Regions from separate parts of the Sus scrofa genome. Here region 1 is linked to region 2. Evidence: chromatin contacts called from public promoter capture Hi-C data. All regions are on one chromosome and are shown on one strand. Each heading gives the region's core, a stretch centred on a gene start, on an enhancer-like site or on the middle of the called end of the contact. The rest is flanking DNA. Distances are from core to core; before and after follow the strand shown.

The links. Promoter capture Hi-C pulls out the DNA fragments that hold promoters and counts their contacts.
Region 1: a contact with region 2 is called in a promoter capture Hi-C map of liver, with 3 times the contacts expected there. The contact joins the promoter of EPB41L4B here to the promoter of TMEM245 in region 2. A contact is called at or near these places in 1 of 5 promoter capture datasets (liver) and 3 of 47 Hi-C or Micro-C datasets (heart right ventricle and liver).

What each region holds. Positions count from the first base shown.
Region 1 is chr1:250,366,798-250,370,333 of Sscrofa11.1, forward strand. It overlaps EPB41L4B (band 4.1-like protein 4B), which reads right to left and starts at 2,100. Exons shown (of 27, transcript XM_021067313.1): 1 at 1,941-2,100; 2 at 1,751-1,938. The coding sequence starts at 2,049.
Region 2 is chr1:250,180,560-250,183,756 of Sscrofa11.1, forward strand. It overlaps TMEM245 (transmembrane protein 245), which reads right to left and starts at 1,268. Exons shown (of 17, transcript XM_021067267.1): 1 at 629-1,268. The coding sequence starts at 1,216.

The DNA.
Region 1 (3,536 bases), core at 850-3,349, 190 kb after region 2:
AAGGAGCCTTTTATAAAGTAAAGAAAGCTTTCAGGATGCAAGACCTCCTCCCCCATGCCAGCATTCCCATCCCCATCCTATTCACTGGGGCACCTGTTTAGGTCTGTTCACCACACATGCATCTCACTGGGTTTGCATTTTTCATCCCAGAAACACCACTTAAGCCTGTCGCACACACCTGACAGAAGCAATACATTCTATAAACGAATCACCCCCAGGGAATAGACAAGAAAGCCATCAGCAATGAGCACTGTCAAAGTTCCCAGGGAGAGCATTCCTCTCCCAGATCGGAAGATGCAGAATACGCCATCCTCTCCATACGCCAGCGATCCGCTCCAGAAGCAGCCGGCTCACCTCTCCACTGCCCCAGGCTCTTCAGGCCTCCTTTCCCAGCTGAATAAAAAAGCTGGGGAACCCGGTCTGGGGGAAGCTGTAACGTTTGAATACTATTTTAAAGACAGCTGCTCTAAGACTGGAATGTGGGCCCCTTTTCCATGAATTAAAAAGGCCCCCAAAGGGTATTATCCTAACAAGATGATATTCCATGGAGAGCACCAGGAACCGCAAAAATAAAATTGCCGTAAATTGAAACAGTCTCAAAATTAAACCTACACAAGGAAACATCAAACCCCAGGCCCGGCAGGCTCTGACTTCCCCATTCAGAACCCTTACAGGTTTCCAGTTCTCTCCTGAAGCCCAATTTCCCCCACTAAATGCTGTCTTTGGAAGTGCCGGTAGGTTATTTCTTTTTTCCCTTGAAACCCTCGGGATGATCGGTAACATTCATCTTAAAGCTCAATCGTTCCTGTGTTCTCAGTCACACCCAAAGATTCCCAAAGGCACCGTCTGCCGCAGCGCCGGGTGCACAGTAGGCGCCCCATTAATGTGCGGGTTTGATTTGATCAATCTGGCCCCTTCGGCTAGAAAGACACGTAGGTAGCCGGCCGCCCTGGCGGGGACCGCAGCGCCAGCCTAGCTCTCCGCTGGAGGGGGCGGGGTGCAACCACCTGTGGGCGGGTGGCCCGGGACTGAGGCCTCCGCGCAGCCGCCCTGGAGTGCCTCCGCGGCTCCCCTCACGCTACCCTCGGAGAAAGTCCGGCGCGCCAGGCCGTGGGCACCTCGGGGCCCACTCCCAACGCCCCAGCAGGGGCTCTGCCGGTGCAAAGTTGGCCTGATGTGGGAGAGCCGATTCCAGACTTAGCTCCCGAGTGGCCCAACCCCCCTGTGAGGAAGCGGGCCAGGGGGGCCCTTTAGGATGGGAATGGGGGGCGGGGGGCGCCGAGATGGGATCAGGAGAGAGCAGAAATGGTCCCCTGGCTCCTTCCCAAACTTGGGGCACCTGACGGCCAGTAGGCGAGGAGGCTTCTCCTCCCTGTCGTCACACCAAGGCCTGGTGGCGACTTTGTGGGGGCAAGTGGGCCACCCCAAGGCATTGCTTTGAGATTTTCTAACCAATAACCCAGCATCAAGAAGGCTGCTGCAGGAACCTAAGGGATGGAAGGGGAACACCGATCACCCGCGCCAGGGGGCGGGGACTTGGGACTCAGGGGTGCGGGCCAGGGATGGGGGCCCCCGGAAGAAGCCGGGACAGGGTGGCCCGAGAGGGAACCAGGACTAGGGAAGCGCTGGCAGAAGGGGGAGGGGATCCCGGAGAGGTGCAAGGGGAGTGCCCCGGAGGGAAGCATCGGGGAAGGAGAGCTGCCCCGGGGGCCGCGGGGTGCCAGTGTCCCGGACCGGCTCCGTCACTCACCGGCAGGTCCACGCTCACTTCGGTCCCGTCGAGCAGGAAGACGCGGCAGTAGAGGGTGGCCTTGGAGGCTCCTGCGGCGGAGATGTGCACGGCCGCGCCGCCAGTGAGCAGGGGCCCGCCGCTGGCTGGGAACACGCTGCCCCCGGGGGCGGCGGGCAGCGTGGAGACAGCGGCGGCCGGGCCCCCCGCGGGCCCCCGTCGCGCTCGTCCCCCAGCCCGGCGGCCCCGCGCCCTGCCGCGCCCCGCGCGTAGCGCTGCATTGAGCGGCGGCCAAAGGTCCGGCGCAGGAACCGCAGCATCCTGGCTGGGGGCGTCCCCTTGCCTCCGCCCCCTGCGCCGCCGCCGCCGCCGCCGCTGCGCCGCCGCCCGGGAGCGCCCCGCGACGCCGTCAGTGCCCGAGACCGCCCGCGCCGCCTCCCGCGGGCTGCGGCCCGGGGCTCGCTCCCGCCGAGGCCGAGGCCGCGCTCCGGCTGCCTGCGGGGCGCGCCGGCCCGGCCAGCGCCGGCTGCGAGTGGCCGCGGGCGGGAGGGCGCGCTCGGGGCGGCCCCGGAGCCGTCCCGCCGCCGCCTCCGCCTCCACGCGCTCTCCCGGGCTGGCGGCCTGTCCTCGCTGCGGAGGGCCCGCTACAGACGGCCGGCCGCGGGCGGCCCGGGGGGCTGCGGGGGGCGCGGGGGCGGGCTGCGGGCTGCTCCCGCGCGGCGCGCCGGCCGAGGGCCAGCCGGAGCAGGGCGCCTGCGTGCTCCTGGCGCGCTCGCTCCCACTCGCCGCGTCGCGCCCGGGCCGGAGGAGGCCCCGCCGAGCGCCCGCTCCCCAGGCGCCTTTTCCTGCGCCCGCAGCCCCCGCCTCCCACCTGGGAGGCAGCACCTCCAGCCGCCGCCGCCGCCGCCGCCGCCGGGACTGCAGCACGCCCTCCTCCCTCGGGGCTGCGCCGGGTATTTGCAAACCGGGTCTGTGCTGCCCCCTGCCGGCCCGAGCGCCCCCTGCTGCTGTAGGTGTGTTCACGTGTGTACACGTAGGTGAGCACACACGTGTTTCCGGCGCCCCGAGCCCTGGAGACGCCTGAGAGTCTCCCCTTGCCTAGTTAGGCAAAAGGGGCCGCCTGCCCTTAGGGGATCCTTGCTCAGGAAGCCAGAGAGAGAAGAGCCTGAAGCGAAGGCTCCACCAGGCCCTCAAGTTTCCCCTCCCGGAAAAGGAGAGGAGTGGACTAGGTAATCAACAAGGTCTCTGCTACTTAAGTTGTCAGTTTACGATCTCAGAGCCAGAAGCGTCTTTTCTGCCACTGCCATCCAATGGACTCATTCCTAATAAGGAAATAGAGGCTGAGCAAGGACAGAGTACTTTTCCAACCTACTACGCAGGAAACCACTTTACCTCAAGGAACTCGCGTCCAGTATCGATTGAGGTAGAGGCCTGCAGAAATAGCCATAACTGAGGAGGCTAGTAAAGGCTGAACAAGTTACTGGGAAGCAGAGAGAGGAGGGTAGTATAGGACAGACACATTTCGAGTATGGGAGGCACAGGCAAGTGTTTACAAACAATGCCCCTCAGACAAGTTCAAGTCCAGGCTCAGGGAGAACTGGGTTGTCCAGTGTGGCTGAAAGGAGGTCAGGCCTCCAGAGAAGAGTAGCACTGCTTTGGGTATGTGTGTGTATGTGTGAGCCTGACACTGGGCTAAGCCCTTCCCATTCATCATCTCACTCAGTCCTCAAGACAGCCTGATTCCATAGAAGATTTTATCCCCATTGTACAGAGGAGGAAATGGAAGCTTAGAGAGCTTAAGAGACTT
Region 2 (3,197 bases), core at 18-2,517:
GCCCCGGAGGCTCAGCACCCAATGCTCTGGCACGAAATATACTGAAATCACCTGAACTGAGAGGCAGCTCTGAACTATTAAGAAAGTTCTGTTGTAGGACTTGAGAAACCTGCGTCATCCATTCCTCTCTTTGTCCCTAACTAGCCTTAGCTAGTAAGAAGTCACCTCTCCTATCTGTAGCATAACAGGTTGGACTAGGATATCTAAGGTCCCTTCCAGTTCCAACACCCAGGAAAGTCCCCGGTGAGCAGAAATAAAGACGGCTAGAGCCCCGCTCTCCCCGATCAGAAGTAAATTCTTGTCCACCCGTCGATGCACTGCAAAGCGGAACAGCGATTCCCCGCAGGGAAGACGTCCCGCTAAGAGGGCTGGCTATGAAAGGGGCTGGGGACCGGGAGGCTGTTTCAAACTACACCCGCCCTCACTTTGGGAGGAAGGGCGCAAAGTTCCTCCCGCGCACGGGAAAGAAGGCAAAGACGAACAGTGTCCGCCCTGCACGTGTGGACCTTTGGCCGCCCTTACAGAGTGCGAAGGGACCGCAGACTCGCACGCCAGCGAACTGGGGGGAGTGGTGAAGAGAACGCAGGCCCGCGGGGACAGCCGAGGCCCCCGGCCGAAGCTCACTCACCCACAGGCTGCTGAAATAGTCCAGCCCGCGGCAGATGAGAACGCCGACGTGCACCAGCAGCACCTGCACGCCCAGGTAGCTGCCCAGACTGTAGAGGCCGTAGAGGAGAGGGCCGCCGGCGCCAAGCAGCAGCAGCAGGCGGCGGCGGCGCAGCGCCTGCTCACCCAGGGCCTCCACGCCATAGTCGGCGAAGCAGAGTGGCAGCAGCAGTGCGGCCAGCACGATGGGCGTGTGCGAGCGATGCAGGCGCTGTAGCCAGTGGCGGCCCAGGCGCGTCAGCGAACTCTTGAAAGGGTGCAGGAAGGTGCCGCACAGCACCGCCCACAGCAGCGGCCGCAGAAAGGCCTCGAGGATGAAGTAGACAAGCACTGCAGCGCCGCAGCACAGGCACACGAACAGCACCGCCCCGGTGTTGTAGAAGGCCTGCTTGATGGGCTTGTCGAAGCGCAGCGCCAGTGCCGCCGTCCGCGGGGTCTCCCCGCAGCCGCCGCCGCTGCCTGGCCCGACCGCACGCTGAACTCGCGGCGCCCGACCCGGGGAGCCCCGCGGACTGGGCGCCTCGTCAGGGCCGCCGCCGTCGTCGGCCATGGTACCTCTGCAGCCGCCAAGAGGCGGTACTGGGAAGCCGGGAGGGAGCTCAGGGAGAGATGGAGGACGGGCAATGCGCGGCATTATGGGAATTATAGTTCCTAGCTGGCCATTGTGCGCTTATAGGCCCTTTAGGGGACTACAACTCCCAGAGAGAATAGAGCGCGTTCCTTTGCCCTCGGGTTCCCTTCGCTCATTGGTCCCTGAGGAATCCAGGTAACAGGTTTCTGGGCACAACATCTTATGAGACCACAACAACAAAAAAGACTACTCCCCACCAAATACAGTATAAGAGCAATGTATACTAGCTCAATGTTAGTCACAAGGTAGGGGGAAATGTCAGATAACCTTTCCAAAAAATACCCTGAATAGTCATTAAAAAAAAAAAAAAAAAAAAACACAAGACCCCACCCCCACCCCGAAACTCCTTCATTCAGTAGTTAATGCCAATTTTTCGTCAGGCGGAATCCCCAAAGAGGCACTACATTCACAGATTTAAAACCCAGGCTGCTCATTACAATCCGCGAGGGACTACTTATAAAAGACTGATCACCAGATTCTATTTTGTTGATTTACTTAATAAACACTTATAGTGTTTGCCCTGATGCGTTTGGCAGGATTTTAAATAGTGATTCCCACACGGCAGACCCTGCTACAAATGTTTTATTCTCATCAACTCATTTAATCCTTAGAACAACCCTACAAAGGAGGCGGTGTTCTCATCCCTACTTTACAAAAAGAAAAACTGAGGCACAAAGAAGTAAAGTACCTTGTCCAGGTAAACAGCTAGTAAGTGGCAGAGGCAGGATTCAAACTCAGAGTTTGGCTCCTAAGTCTCTTCTTACCTGCTCAGCCAATTAATGGGTCTGACAAGAGATCCTTTGGTATATTTTTTAAAGCTCTTCAGAAGAGTAATGTGCACCTATTGTTGACAACCATGTAGGTGTCAGTGCAGGAGCAATTTAACTCCTAAAAGAGCTCTAAGTCAGAGTCTCAAACTGCTACTATTTCGAGACCTGAGGTCAGGTCAGTTAAGCCCCCAATCCCAATTTTCCCTCTGACACATGGAGTAATAACAGAAACTCCTGTGTTAGAACAGAAAAAGGAAGCTCTGGGACAGTACAGGATGCTCCTGTTCTCCCCTTGGAAAGGTCCTGGGATCCAAGCCTACTACTTATAAAAACACCTTGGACAGCATTTTTATTTAGAAGAGAGAGATAGAGGAAGTGGGGAAGGGAAAGAAGAGGAAGAGGAAGGAGAGGAGGAAGGGGAGGAAGAGGAAGAAGAAGGAAGAAAGGAGGGAGAGAGGAATTCCTTTACCGAGTATTCATAATGTGAGCGCTTTGAAACTCTGCAGGTTATCCCTCTTCTGTTGTCAATAAATTTTAAAACGAAAGAAAAAGTAACTCCTTTCTAGCTCATTTTTGGGTTTCGGATCACAGTTCTTGTTTTTCAAGTGATCTTTGAACTTTTAACTCTGCAAATATTTTGCTGCAGTTGTCCTCCGTTTTGCTTTGCTTCCTAACTACTTTGTCTGGGGCTGCCGAAATTATGATTACAAATTATGGTCACGTTTGCTTTCAGTAACCTTTTTACACTGACTTAAGCTCCCATTTATATAAGAATGATGCCTCAGTCTCCCTCCCAAAAAGTTCTCAGTAATCTCCAGGGAGTCCCAATGAGGGTACCTCTCCTATGTACCTGTAGCCAGGAGCTAAACACCAACCCCTCTGTGTCCACCCTACTGCCCACATAGCTCCTTGAGCTCAGTACCCATCATAAGATTGCCAGAGCCTGTGTCACTATTCCCAGATCATGAATATTCCCAAATTTCTAATCCTCTGGGTTTAGAAGGCAAAGCATTAGGGTGCCAATGCAGGGTTCCACTCAGAAATGGGAAAAAAATCCTTCTCCCTGACTTGAAGACTCTGTGATCCTTGGGAACCCAAGCCCTAAAGCAGGTGTCTTGTGCTCAGTGTAT